Linked DNA regions of Ovis canadensis: region 2 is linked to region 1. Evidence: chromatin contacts called from public Hi-C data. All regions are on one chromosome and are shown on one strand. The core of a region is the stretch at or near the end of the contact, and the rest is flanking DNA. Distances in the headings are between cores, read along the strand shown.

The links. A called contact is a pair of places that touch in the nucleus more often than the background predicts.
Region 2: a contact with region 1 is called in a Hi-C map of fibroblasts, with 16 times the contacts expected there. The contact joins two enhancer-like sites. A contact is called at or near these places in 2 of 2 Hi-C or Micro-C datasets (fibroblasts and lung).

What each region holds. Positions count from the first base shown.
Region 1 is chr3:139,223,583-139,230,555 of ARS-UI_OviCan_v2, reverse strand. No RefSeq gene overlaps it. Among named protein-coding and RNA genes, the nearest start is that of KRT78, 18 kb to the left of the region's middle. Within about 2 kb of position 1,260, the one cell type or tissue checked has open chromatin away from gene starts, as enhancers often do. A contact at or near this core is called in fibroblasts, where this site is marked.
Region 2 is chr3:139,916,929-139,923,642 of ARS-UI_OviCan_v2, reverse strand. No RefSeq gene overlaps it. Among named protein-coding and RNA genes, the nearest start is that of KRT80, 30 kb to the right of the region's middle. Within about 2 kb of position 1,607, the one cell type or tissue checked has open chromatin away from gene starts, as enhancers often do. A contact at or near this core is called in fibroblasts, where this site is marked.

The DNA of each region.
Region 1 (6,973 bases), core at 11-2,510:
CTGTTCCCATCACACCCTGGGCAGTAAAACTTGCTTTTATGGTTGTTGCGGAGGTTGCTGTTTTTCTGGGGGCGGCAGTGGGGGCACGGGGGTGGCTGTTTGTGTTTCTATATGCAAGCACACCTGGTGCTTGCCTATGTATTGATGTCTGAAGTTTGGTGTGTGTGTGTGTGTGTATATTGGTGTGGGTCTATGAGTGTGCTTGTGAGGATATATTCTTGTGGGTCTGGGAGATCATTATAGCTATGTTTATTGAGTTATTACAATGTATCAGGCACTCTCTAGGTGTTTTGTTTTTTTTTTCCTTGAATCCTCCCTGTAAGGAAGGGATTCTAGCTATCCCCATTTTACAGGTAAACAGTTGGAAAAATCTGATGACAGACTCAAAGTCAGGAAAGTAGAAAGGAACAGAGCTGTGATGCTTGCCTATTGTGCTGAAAATGTCTCTGTGTTACATGTACGTGAGGATCTGGACAGGTCTGTCTGTGTGTCCACATAACCTCTAAGTGCTCAGGGGAGTCTGTGCATACCTGCCTGTGTGTCTGGATCAAGCCTGGGCCCTGGCCAGGTGGGGCTCAGTAGCTGGGATCACCAGAGTCTTAGGAAGGACAACCTGAGAACAGTGACTGTCATGTCTGAAGCAGAAAACAGAGCTTGTGATGTGGCTGACTCTGGCCAGAGAACTTTTGCCATCAAGACTGTGCCAATGTGGGCCAGCACAGTACCAGACCCCAAACACAAAGCCAATCTAGTCCCTTCAAGGAGGGGACAATCTGGGGAGAGCTCACAGGGCCGCCAGAGGAGGCCATTTCGCCACCCCATCCGCACCCCATGGGGTCTCAAAAAGAACACGACTGAGCGACTGAAAAACAACTCCCACCCCATCGCCGTCACTGACAGAGTCACTCCTGCCCCTAACCAGCAGGTGGAAATGGCAGAGAGGGGGACCCCAGGGGAGGGACTGAGACTTCCTGGCTGGGAGCTCTGTTCCCTGAGAGCCCCGTGCTCCGTCTTCTGCACCTCGTTCCCCAGGCAGGGACCACGGGCTCCTTCTGGCCGGGTGCCAGGTCGGGGGCTCCATCGGGCCACCTGCGACGGGGGCGAGGGGGGGGGCCTGGGAACCTAGAGGCCGGCGGCCCACGGCGGGGGGCGGGGCCGGAGCGCCAGGCCGGGTGGCGGCCGCCGATTGGCTGAGCCCTCGCGCTCCCACGGGAGAGGTGGGGGGGGAGCGGCCTGGGCGGCTCCGGAGGCCGCTCTGTGACTCACCCTCCGCCCCACCCCTGGAGCTGGACTGGCGCCCAGCGGCTGCCACCGAACACCCGCCGGCTAAGCTGGGACAGCCTGACTCAGCAGGGGGCGCGGGGCCTGCCTGCCGCCCTCTGCGCGTCCCCCCCAGGGGCGAGGGGGTGGGGAATGCGTGTCCACCCTTCTGGAAGAATCGGGGCCCTCTGGAGGGGAAGGATGTCTGGTGTGCGGTCTTCAAGGGTCGTTGTTGGGGTGCTGGGGATTTCTGTCCCTCTGAAATGGGAGGCTATGTCCTCTCTTTTTGAGGGTGTCTTCCTCACCTGGATCTTTGTGGGTTCAGCTAATGGACGGTGGTCTTTTGGAGCCTGCAAGTTGACTTTTTGTGGGTATCATTCTATGACCACCATTTCAAGATCATTTCCACAGGCCCCTCCACACAGCTTATGGGTGCCCCCTCAATGCCACTCTCCGAGAGGGGTGCAAGGCCCAAGGCGCTCTCAGACAGGCGGGGCCGTGGGGGCCCTGGCGGGGGCTGCATGTTTGGAGAGTTCTCCAGCCATGGCTTTGCTCATCTCCACACTGCAGGGCCCCTGACGGTCAGATCTCAGATGCTACCTCGAGACCAGGCTCCAGACACCTTCTCCAACCCCTGTGGCTCTTTCCTGCAAGATCTCAGGGTGATCTTCAAGTGTTCTCAGAGTGATCCCTTACACTGAAGAGGATCCACATTTGTCCAGAGACTCCTGTGTCTGTTAACCTACTGCCGGGAGCATCCTGTTCACCTGTTGCTTGTCAGAGCAACTCCAGAAATAAACAGGAGAAACTGAGGCATAGAGCATGGCTTGCCCAAGGTCCTACAGGTGTGGTGTGTGAGTCTGAATTTGAACCCAGTTCTGCCATGTGCTCTTCCCACTGGCCCTGGCCGTGGCCGCCCCCTGAGCTCCTAGCTGGTATGGCCTCTGTTTGGCCCCATGACACTAAAGCACACTTGGGAGGCAAACAGCCGACTCCGCAGGAGGCCCAGTTCTCAACTTCACCACCCAGGGTTCCTGTCTCCAGGAAGGATCCCTGAGGGCTGAGAAGGGGTGGGGTAAGGAGCAGAAAGAAGCTGAGTGTCAGCACATGTGGGCTTTTCAGGAGGCAACAGGAGGTATGTGCCAGGTCCCAGGGCTGAGAAGCGACCGTACGTGCACGGTGACCGTGGGACCCACACACACCAAGGCACATATCCAGTGGCTTGTGAGGTCGTCACACACAGAAACACAGACACACGTAGGAGTGTATCACACTTACACATGCATGTTTCACATGGTGCACACATGGTCTTTAGGATTGTTACAAACACAAGCATATTGTAATGGATCAGTGGACTGGTTACACAGAGTTGCATTGGTTTGTGGGTCGTCACACACACACTATCAGAACCTTTAAAGCAGGAGTAATGGTGGAGTGGGAAGAACACATGAATTTGTTGCAGGAACAGATTGGTCCCAGAGCCTAGCCAAGCTCCAGTTCAGGAAACCCAGACCCTCCCCGTCCCCACACCACCTACCCTGGACAGGCCACTACCAACCACTGGCCCTCTGCTCTCCAGACCCAAGACCTGAACTACTCACATACACACAGAGAGACCTGCACACACATGTAGCCTTGGAGAAAGCCTGCATTGACTGAGGCAGTTGTCTGCCACAGACGTGACCTACAGAAGTCACGTGCATCTTTCCAAAAGGGGCCACAGCCTTCCCATAAACACATCTGTGCAAGACCCTCACACAAACATGCCTGGGTGCCAGTCACACACACAGAACCACCTGTGGCCCTCACACAGGCCCATGGATCCATGCATACAAGAGAGAAATTTGCTGAATCAGGAAACTCAAACTGAGGCTCTGTAACAACCTAGAGGAGTGGGAAAAGATGGGAGGCTGGAGGGAGGTTCAAGACGGAGGGGACATATGTATACCTATGGCTGATTCATGCTGATGTATGGCAGAAACCAAAGCAATGATCCTTCAATTAAAAATAAGTATTTTTTTAAAGAGAGAAAAACAGATGCATAAGCAAATCAGTCACACAGGCACCCATAAGACTAAGCAGGCACGGACACTCTGCCCTCAGCACAAAAGGAATCCTCTCAGCTGCCCCTCAACCTTCCTTCTTGGCCAGACAAGGTCCAGGCTTGCCCCATCAGCTCTATCCCCTCCCTGGCCCAAGACAGACCCTGCCCTGCCTGCCCTGGCCTGCTTGGGTGGGGCCCCGCCTGCTCCCAGCGCCAGCTGCCAGCTCAGCACAGGGCAGGGTGCCCCATGCTGCTGGCTGCCGCTCTGGCATGTCGCTGGCCCCACCCCCTCCTCCCAGGCCTGCCTGCCACCTCAGCATCTGGGCCACAGCCTGGGTTCCACCTAGCTTGTTAGTGCAGGCGGTGGGCAGGGCGACTGACCCCCAGAGCTGGGAGCCAGGAGAAGGGGCCCACTGGCAAGACCCTTGGGAAAAGGAACAGTCCATTGGCAGCCTTCCACCACCACCACCCACTGTCCCTTCTCCTTCTCCATCGACCTCTGGGTAGAGTTACAGCTCTCCCGGCGCTGTCCCCTCACCCATAGACATCTGTGCCCAAACACAGGCTCCCCAGCATGCAGACACAACCAGCCCTTCTCACAGCCCCACATACGCAGCCCTGCATGCACAGCCACCCAGCCACCCACTCCCAGCCTGTCACACCCAGTGCCCCAACATTACCAGACACAGCAAACCCCCACCACACACAGGGTTCCATGCAGTCTCTGTAAAATATACAGTGGGAAACAGTGTCCCTGTGCATGTCCAGTCACTCAGACCTGCACAGCGTCCCTGGGCATTTATAATTGTCCCAGACACAATCAAGCCAGTTCCATCCTGGGAGTGCTGGTTTTAGGGGGCAGGTCTTTGTACCCTCCTTGTGTTTGCAGTTCTAGGACATTGAGGTGGATTTCATTAATTCTTGTTCTGTCTGTATGTTGGAGCTATGACAAGCCTGTCTGGGGCGGATGTCACCCCAGCAGCCATGCCCTCCCAAGTCTGGCCCCTTGGGGAGACAGGCAAAAGTCAGAACCTCCCCCAAGATTCCTCCTCCGCCCTCTGGAGACCCCATCTTCAGAGTCAAGGCACAGGCCTCTAAAAAGGCCCCACGTGGCCTCCAGTGCTTGCCCTGCACTTTCCTCATCTGGCGCTGGTAGCATGGTGTGTTTAGCCTGTGAAAACCCGTCAAGCTGTACACTTCTAAAAATTGTGTCTTCTTATTTATTTATTTGGCTGTACCAGGCCTCATTGTGGCCCATGGGATCTTTTGATGTGAGTGCTTCTTGTGTGTATGTGTTTATGTACGTCAATGAAAGAATTTTTTTTTTTCAGTAGACCCCACACTGCATACACTGCATACAGAGCTCTGTCTCTCTGGGTTGATGTGAAAGGCCTGTCTGTGCCTGTCTGCGCCTGCACACATGTCACCTCCCATGTGGATTAGTCTGGCCTCTGCCGCCTGAGGCCCTCTGTATGTGCACTTACCATGCACACATATGAGCACGCGCGCACACACACACACACACATGCATACATATGCACACACGTGGCCAGCTCCCTGCAGGTCTTCTGTGATGGTGAGGCTGCCGCTGGGAGCAGGGAGAAGGAATGCTGGTCAGGCCTTCCTGCCAGGAACAGGGATACGAGAGGCATTCCAGGCAGACTCACCAAGCTCACCATCTGCTGGGGCATAGAGGCTAGGGGGGCAGAATTCAATGCAAAGAAAAGAGCCATGGGTTGGAATGCAGGGGAGCCTAGAGCCCAGTCTCAGACAAGTCAGGATTCAGAAGCCTCAGGACTACTTAAGACAGGAGCCCCATGTCGGCACACTGCCACAGGGGAAAGCTCAAGTGAAGAGCCAGGAGTGTGAGACTGCGCTTACTCTGGGAACCTGCAAGGAGCTGAGCTGCTGGGGGTGGTGGGGGCTGCTTTTCACGGGGGAGGTGGTGGGGTTGTGGTGCCAGGTGCCAGCTGCATCAATGGGGCAGGTATCCCTTTTCCAGGGCCAGGAATCCCACCTGCCTCCAATACCTGCTTCTCCTGGATCATGCCAACTTCATCTGCCTCCCCAGCTTCACCTGCCAGCCCCCGATCCTTCCACAGCACAGCTTCCTGCCCCAGCTTGTCTGGCTTTGCCTATGGAGCTTGGAGCCTGGAGCCTGCCAACTGCTAGGAGAGGCAGGAGCCAGCAGCTGGCATCTGGCAGTGTGGCGCCCTCTTGGGGAACCCCTGCCGCCCCTCACCTGGAACTCAAAGTTTTCAAGCAGCAGAGGAGAGGACACTCATCCACCAGAACTGGGCTGCCCTCAGCCCCCAGCTCCTCCACTCCCCCACTGCCACAACCACACCACAACCACTGCAACCGTGGCCTCTGGGTTGCCAGGCATGTAGGACATAGGTGTGTGTGTCTGTGTGTGTGTGTGTTAGTCACTCAGTCATGTGTGACTCTGCAACCCCAAAAACTAGCCCACCAGGCTCCTCTCTCTGTCCATAGAATTCTCCGGCAAGAATACTAGAGTGGGTAGCCATTCCCTTCTCCAGGGGATCTTCCCGACCCAGGGATCGAACCCAGGTTTCTTGCCTTGCAGGCAGGTTCTTTACCATCTGAGCCACCAGGGAATCCCATAGCACATAGGTGGATGCAGACCAAAATCCACCCCCAGCTCTGTTCACTTAGTAAGCAAGAGCCTGCCCAAGGACTGCAACCCCCCGGAGGACAGGAGAGTCCTTTGATCTGCATGAATCGAATCATGGTGGTGGGCTTGATTTGACCTGGGAGGTGGGCTTGTGGTGGCCTGCAACCCACCTCCCAGCGCTGCCTCCTGGAACAGGGAGGATGCCACGGGCAGGCCAGCTCTGCTCTAACACATAGAGCTGCTACTTCCCTGCTCCTCTGCTGCCCCACTGTGGACACCTGATGAACCTCCTTTTTGCCCAAGCACAACCTAAAACCACTGCAGATGGTGACTGCAGCCATGAAATTAAAAGACGCTTACTCCTTGGAAGGAAAGTTATGACCAACCTAGATAGCATATTCAAAAGCAGAGACATTACTTTGCCCACAAAGGTCCATCTAGTCAAGACTATGGTTTTTCCAGTGGTCAGATATCGATGTGAGAGTTGGACTGTGAAGAAAGCTAAGCGCCAAAGAATTGATGCTTTTGAACCGTGGTGTTGGAGAAGACTCTTGAGAGTCCCTTGGACTGCAAGGAGATCCAACCAGTCCATTCTAAAGGAGAATAGTCCTGGGTGTTCTTTGGAAGGACTGATGCTAAAGCTGAAACTCCAATACTTTGGCCACCTCATGTGAAGAGTTGACTCATTGGCAGACTTTGATGCTGGGAGGGATTGGGGGCAGGAGGAGAAGGGGACGACAGAGGGTGAGATGGCTAGATGGCATCACCTACTCGATGGACATGAGTTTGGGTGAACTCCAGGAGTTGGTGATGGACAGGGAGGCCTGGCATGCTGCAATTCGTGGGGTTGCAAAGAGTCAGACACGACTGAGCAACTGAACTGAACTGACCTGAACCTCCTTCCCCTGAGCACAGCCCCAACTTTCTTCCCATTCTTCGGAAGTGCAGACAGGCTGAGCAACAGGCTGCAGGGAAAGAGGAAATTTTAGAGCTCTCTGGGTCCCTTGGGTCTCCACCACTTCAGTTCCCCATAA
Region 2 (6,714 bases), core at 358-2,857, 690 kb before region 1:
TCCCTGCTGGCCTTCTCTACCCTGCTCTCTCAAGGCTCAGCCCCCTACTACCCAGGAAGATGCTCCAGGGGCCCTGCAGGAGAGTCCCAGGGCCGGGAGGAGGGGCCTGTGAGGCCTGTGCCCTGTCTCCATACTGTGCGTGCCAGGCAATCCCCCCTCAAGCTAAGATGGGACTCCCCTGTGCCTGCTGGGTGTGGGGGAGAAGGGCTGAGGCCCAACCCCAGCCCCAGGAACTGACCACTACACCGCCCCTGCACTGACGCCCTCGGGCCTCTGAGCCGCGGACGTGCAGGCGGAGCAGCGGTCGGCAGGGGGCGCTCGGGGTCCGCGGATGGAGATGCGAGGCGCGCCCCGAGGGGGATGGGTACTAGCAGGGCGGGACTGAAACACAGGTAGGACTCACCTGAAGCGGGAGGGGGCAGTGAGAGGGAGAGCACCGACTTTGTGCCAGGAGGAACAGTTCCAAAGAGGGACAGATATACACCCTCTTCATGAAGGATCTGCCTCTCCCCGCCCCCAATAGAATCACGACCCTCAGGAGGATAGGCACAGGATGCCCCCTCCCAAGTCTGGCGCCTTCTGGGCTGGTGTTTGAGGCCCCCGGGTGAGCCAGAGGGAGGTGGGAGTGACCCCTGGCCTGACAGGGAGTGCTGGGCCTCTGTGGCAGTGAGGAGGGGGCAAGAGCCCTGGACTCAGATTGGCTGTCTGATCCAACTGGGCTTCACGGGGACCCTAGGCAGGGCGCTCAAGCTCTAATGGAAAGGGGGCAGTGTCTGCTAGGTGCCCAGCACCGGCCTTAACACAATGGCCATGGAGCTTAATACAAATCGCCAGTCTCCCTTGTGGCAGACCTGCACATTTCTTCTATAGATCTCAAATGAGCACTTGCTGAGTGCCTGGCCCTTTGTGAGACCCTCTGGGTACAGTGATGAGCACTGTCGCGTGGGGTAGCACCTGCCTCCAGGAGCTTAGGTTCCAGTGGGCACAGGCATCCTATGGCTTGTCCTTTGATTCTCCAAAATGGAAAGAAAGTGAAAGTCGCTCAGTCATGTCCAACTCTCTGTGACCCCATGGAATAGTCCCTGGAATAGTCCATGGAATTCTCCAGGCCAGAATACTAGAGTGGGTAACCTTTCCCTTCTCCAGGGGATCTTCCCAATCTAGGGATTGAACCCAGGTCTTTTGCATTGTACGCGGATTCTTTACCAGCTGAGCTGCCAGGGAAGTAATGACAAAACACAAAGGTTGATATTGAAAATTCTCTTATTTCTTGTCAAATACCAGGCTGGGAAGATTCCAGATCTTACTGTTCTGCTCTGGTCCTCTGTCTCTGACCAGAGAAGTCAGAATCCGACTCTCTGCTTCAAACTCTCCATCTGACTCAGTGGAGGCTAGAGTCTAGTAATGCCCTCGAGGCCGGGCACAGCCTGGCCCCCAGCTTGACCAGTCTCCTCTCATTCTACCCCCCCGTCCCTCCACTGCCGCCTCCTCAGTGGCTTCCTTGCAGGTCCTCAAATATGCCAGGCAGGTCCTGCCTCAGAGCCTTTGCCCTTGCTGTTCCCAGGCATCCATGCGGCTCCCTGCTTCACCCCATGTGGGTTCTGATGAAATGTCCCCTTCTCACTGAGGCATTTCTTAATCTCCTATGACTCACCCCACCCGCAACATTTCCTATGCACATTTCCACTTAATTTTCCTCCATGTTGTTGTTGTTATGTAGTTGCTAAGTTGTGTTTGACTCTTTGTGACCCTGCCAGGCTCCTCTGTCCATGGGGTTTCCCAGGCAAGAATACTGGAGTGGGTCGCCATGTCCTTCTCCAGGGGATCTTCCTGACCCAGGGATGGAACTCACGTCTCCTGCATTGGCAGGTGGATTTTTTACCGCTGAGCCCCCAGAGAAGCCCAGTTTTTCTTCATAGCATTTATCATTTCCATCTGGCCACCTGTATCTTTTATAATATATTTCTTTCTTATCTGTCTCTCCCCATGAAAATGTAAACTCCATGTGAGCAGGGATTTGGGCAGATTTGTTTACGCTGTCTTCTCAGAGCCTAAAACATGTGTGGTACACGAGGTGTCAATAAAATATTTATCAAGTGAGTGTTGAGAGCTGGGTCTGAGTGGCACGCATCTCTTGGTGACAGGGGCTGATGGCAGGGAGGTGCCTGACTTTTAGGCCTCAGCTGAATCGCAGCTGCCACAAACCTGGGGGTGGGGAGGAGGAGAAGGCAGGAGTGTTTTGGTTCTTTCTTGCTCTTTTTGGAACGGAAGTTGAGTGGCTATGGTAATATCCACCAAACACGCCTTAGTTGAAACAGGGCGATGCAGGTCTCTCCCTTTGAAAAAAATTAATTACAAAAATACAGCAATATTTTCTTTGGTGTTTTCTTCCTTTCCTTCCTTCCTTCTTCCTTTCTGTTCTTCCTCACCTACCTCCCATCTCTACCAACCACCAGTCTAGTCTCTGTTTTGGTGAGTCTGGTTTTCTTGAATTCCTCACATGAGCGAGATCATGCAGAATCTGTCCTTCTCTGTCTGACTTCCTTCTCTCAGTACAATATCCTCATGGTTCATCCATGTTGTTACAGATGGCAGGATTTCCTTCTTTCTATGGCTTAGTATATATACCACAACTTTATCTCTGCAGTAGGTTATTTCCGTATCATGACTGGAAGAAAGTTGTCTGAACTGCAGATATCTCTTCAAGATAGTGATTTTGTTTCCTTCAGATACATACCCAGAAGTGGATCATGTGGAAGGTCTATTTTTAATTTTGGAGAAACTTCCAAACTGTTTTCTACAGTGGCTGCGCCAATTTACATTCTCACCGACAATGCACAAGCTTTCCTTTTTCTCCACTTCCTTACCAACACTTGCCGTCTTTCTGATGATAGCCATTCAGGCAGGTGTGAGACGCTACCTCACTGTGGTTTTGATTTGCGTTTCCCTGATGATGAGTGATGCTGAACATCTTTTCATGTGCCTGTTGGCCATCTGAATGTTTTCTTTGGAAAAGTGTCTATTCAGTTCCCCTGCTCATTTTTAATTGGATTATTATTGGTGTTATTTGCTAATAAAAAATCAGATTGGGGTATAGTTGATTTACAATGCTGTGTTAATTTCAGGTGTACAGCAAAGTGAATCTGTTATACATATACAGACATCCACTCTTTTTAAGATTCTTTTTCCTTATATGCCATCAGAGAGTATTGAGTAGAGTTCGCTGTGCTATATAGTAGGTCCTTCTTAGTTATTGCTATTATCTGCTATTGAGTTTATGTGAATTCTTTATATATTGATAATTCAGATATTAACTTCTTAACAAAGATATGATTTGCAAGTATTTTCTCTCATTCTGTAAGTTGCCTTTTCATTTTGTGGATGGTTTTTTTTTGCTGTGCAGAAACTTTTTAGTTTGATGTGTCTCACTTGTTTATTTTGGGGAAATGTCTGTGTTTCTGAACAGAGGGTTCCCAGCAGGGGGCTTGTAGGGTTACACATTCTCCACCGGGTCACACGTGCAGTACACCTTCTGGAAGCCAACATGGGCCCTGGCCACCTTGTCAGAACAGTAGCCTGGTCTTTAAGTTCCAACTGTTCCCAGTAGAAGGGAAACATGTCACCCGTCCATTCCCTGCCCCATGTCCAAGAACCAGCCTCTGGGGCCCTCACTTGAACTCTTGGGTTTGAGTAAGGCCAACCTTTCAGCCCAAGGGATGATGTTGAATCTGTGTTTATCTCTTATCTCTAGATAAGGAAATGGAAACTTATCTCTAGAAGGAAATGGCAACCCACTCCAGTATTCTTGCCTGGAGAATCCCATGGACAGAGGAGCCTGGCGGGCTATAGTCTATGGGGTTGCAAAAAGTCGGGCACGACTGAGTGTCTAGACAACAACAGTAAGTCCCCTACATATGAACCTTCAAGTTGTAGACTTTCAAAAGACGCAAACATGCGTGCTTGTCCCTGTATGCCAGCTGTGGTACTGTACTACTGTATTTTTCAAGGTACTGTACTGTAAGATTAAATATATACTTTTTATTTTGTTTGGCTTGTTTTGGATGTATGTATTGTTAGTGTGAAAAGTATTATAAACCTATTAGAGTGCAGTATTATATAGCCAATTGTGTTAGTTGAGTAACTAGGCTCAGCTAAGTGCAGCTGGCCTTACGAACAAACTGGACTGATGAAGCTAGTCTTGGAATGGAACTCGTATACAAACAAATGGCAGGGACTTACTGTACTTCAGCTTTCTTGCTTTATTCTTTACCCCTTCAGTACATACACTTTCAGCTCTTTGCATTGAATCCTGTCCTTGAAATGCCTAGTCTGGTTTCCTGACCAGAAAGAATCCCAGCTGATGCATTAAAAAAAGGAAAATCAACAAGACAAAGCAGGTTGTGCTAAACACTAGGAAGAGCACAAGGCAGGGAAATAACGAAATAGAAAATGAAAAGTAGTGTGGAGGCAGTAGGGGCTAGGGGCTATTTTCAACGGGCAGGGCTTTCTGAGGAGGTGATGTTTGAGTCGACAAACGAGAAGGAGCCAGACCTAGGGGGTGAGTATTCCAGCTGCGGTCAGGGTCTCTGGGGCGTGTGAGCTGTGAGCCCCTCAGTGGAAGCCTGCCCTTGTGGGTGATGATTGAGGGAGTGGCAGCGAAGAGAAGAGATGGCTTAGTTTGTGGCCCCAGCTCGGAGGATTTAGCCCTGGGAGCCTGACATTTGGTTTAAGTATCGGCTTGGAAACGGAGTCACGTCTCCCTTCTTCCCGCCCCACCCTCCCTGGGGGAGGGAAGCCTCTGCGAATGGCTCCCGCTCCTTAGACGTGCTGATCTTGCCGCGGCCAGTAGAGGGCAGTGGTTGCTGAGGTGCGCGCAAGCTGGCGGCCGACCTTTCCCCTAGTGTTAACTTGGCCGGTCAGCTTTCCCAGGGAACCGGGTTGGGTAACTTCCCTTCCCTTCTCTAATCCCCAGTGCCCCCAAACAGATCTCTGAGCCCTGGCCTCTTCTTGGAGGGGTTGGGAGTAGGGGAGGGAGATGCAGGTGAGGCTGGGCCGATGTGCAGACCCTCGCCTAACCATTCCTGGCCGAGTTCCAGTTCCAGTGGGCTAAGGGAAAGGCTCTCACAATTAGCATATTTGCTATTGTTACAGGAAAGGGGGACCCCTTTCCGGGCCCTAGAGTCAGCTCTCGTCTAACACTAGGAAACGAACTGTCCAAGGAGACACACATGAGCTGACGCAGCAAGGGGATTTATTGGGAAGGGTGGCCGGCCAGGATGCGGAGGAGGGTAAGGGAACCCCAGAGGACTGCTCTGCCATGCAGCTCGAAATCTCGGGTTTTATGGTGATTGGATTATTTTCCAGGTTGCCTTTCACCAGTCACTGTGACTCAGGGTCCTTCCTGGTGGCCCATATATCGCTCAGTCAAGATAGGTCCCAGAAGGACCTTCTCCCAGAAGGATTCTGGGAGAACATGTGGACTGGAGTCTCTCCTGTCTCCTCTTGACCTTTCCCAAATTCTTCTGGTCTGTGGTGGCTTGTTAATTCTGTGTTTCTTACCAAGATCTCTGGTAGTAAAATAACTCATACCAGTGGTTACTGTGGTGCCTGGCCAGGGTGGGCAGTGTCATACTTCCCCTAACACTATTATTTTTATTTTAAAGCATTTAGCATGTGTCAGGCACCGTTCTTTTATCATGCGTCATCTCTTTAAAACTTCACACCAGATTTATGAGGTAGGTACTCAGTCTCCCAGAGGTTGCCCAAGATCACGCAGCAAGAACTAGGATTTGCTCTACTCGCCATGTCTCAATTCCTCTCCTGCTGCCTCCAAGGAGGGCGTCTTGCCCAGGGAATTGAGATGAGTAGGGAAGGGATGAGCAGAAGGGGATCATGAAGGGGCTGACCTGCTGGAGCACTCATCTGCTCCTTTATTCTGCAGGTGAAGAATCAACCCCAGAGAGGGGACAATGCCTTGCCAAGGGTCCCACAGAGATCACATGGTTGGCCACAACAGAGGGGACTTGGGCACTACAGGGGACCATGAGTTGGATCCTGGGCAGAAACGGGAATTCCCTGGAGGGCAAGGACACCTCTATACCCCATTTGTACCCCACTCTTCCCTGCTGTCCCCAATACAGGGGCAGCACATGGCAGATGCTCATAAAGTCCTCCACAGTGAGTCAGTCTTGCATCCCTCAGTAGCTGTAGTCATCTGCCATTCATGACTTCATTCATTTATTCGGCATTTAGCAAGCTCTGACTGAGTGCTCAGCACCCTGCTAGATGCCAGGATGCACAACTGAATAAAAGACGGTGCCTGCACCTGTTGGCTTATCTCCTGGTTACAGGGGGTTACTGCGTGTTGCAGGGGTTACCCCCCGTTACGACTCATGCACCCATGGTTTTCCTCATTCCTCTGCTCAGCCTGGCACTTACGGCCTGCTCTCTGCCCTGGCCAGAGGCTGAGCAATCTGCTCTACTTCCTCCCCCAGGCCATTTCCACTCCCTTCTTCCAGCCCAGATACTCCCTCCTCCAGGAAGCCCTCTTTGACTGAGTCCCCCAGTGCTGAGGTCTTGAGCTTTGCCTGGGTATCTTTGGTTCTATCCGTCTCTGTTTCTGTGTGAGGCACTTCCTGCCTCCCTTCCACCATCAGGCTCTGGAGTTTCCCAAACACAGGGACTGCCTTCCTTCCAGCTGTTTCTCCTCAGGCC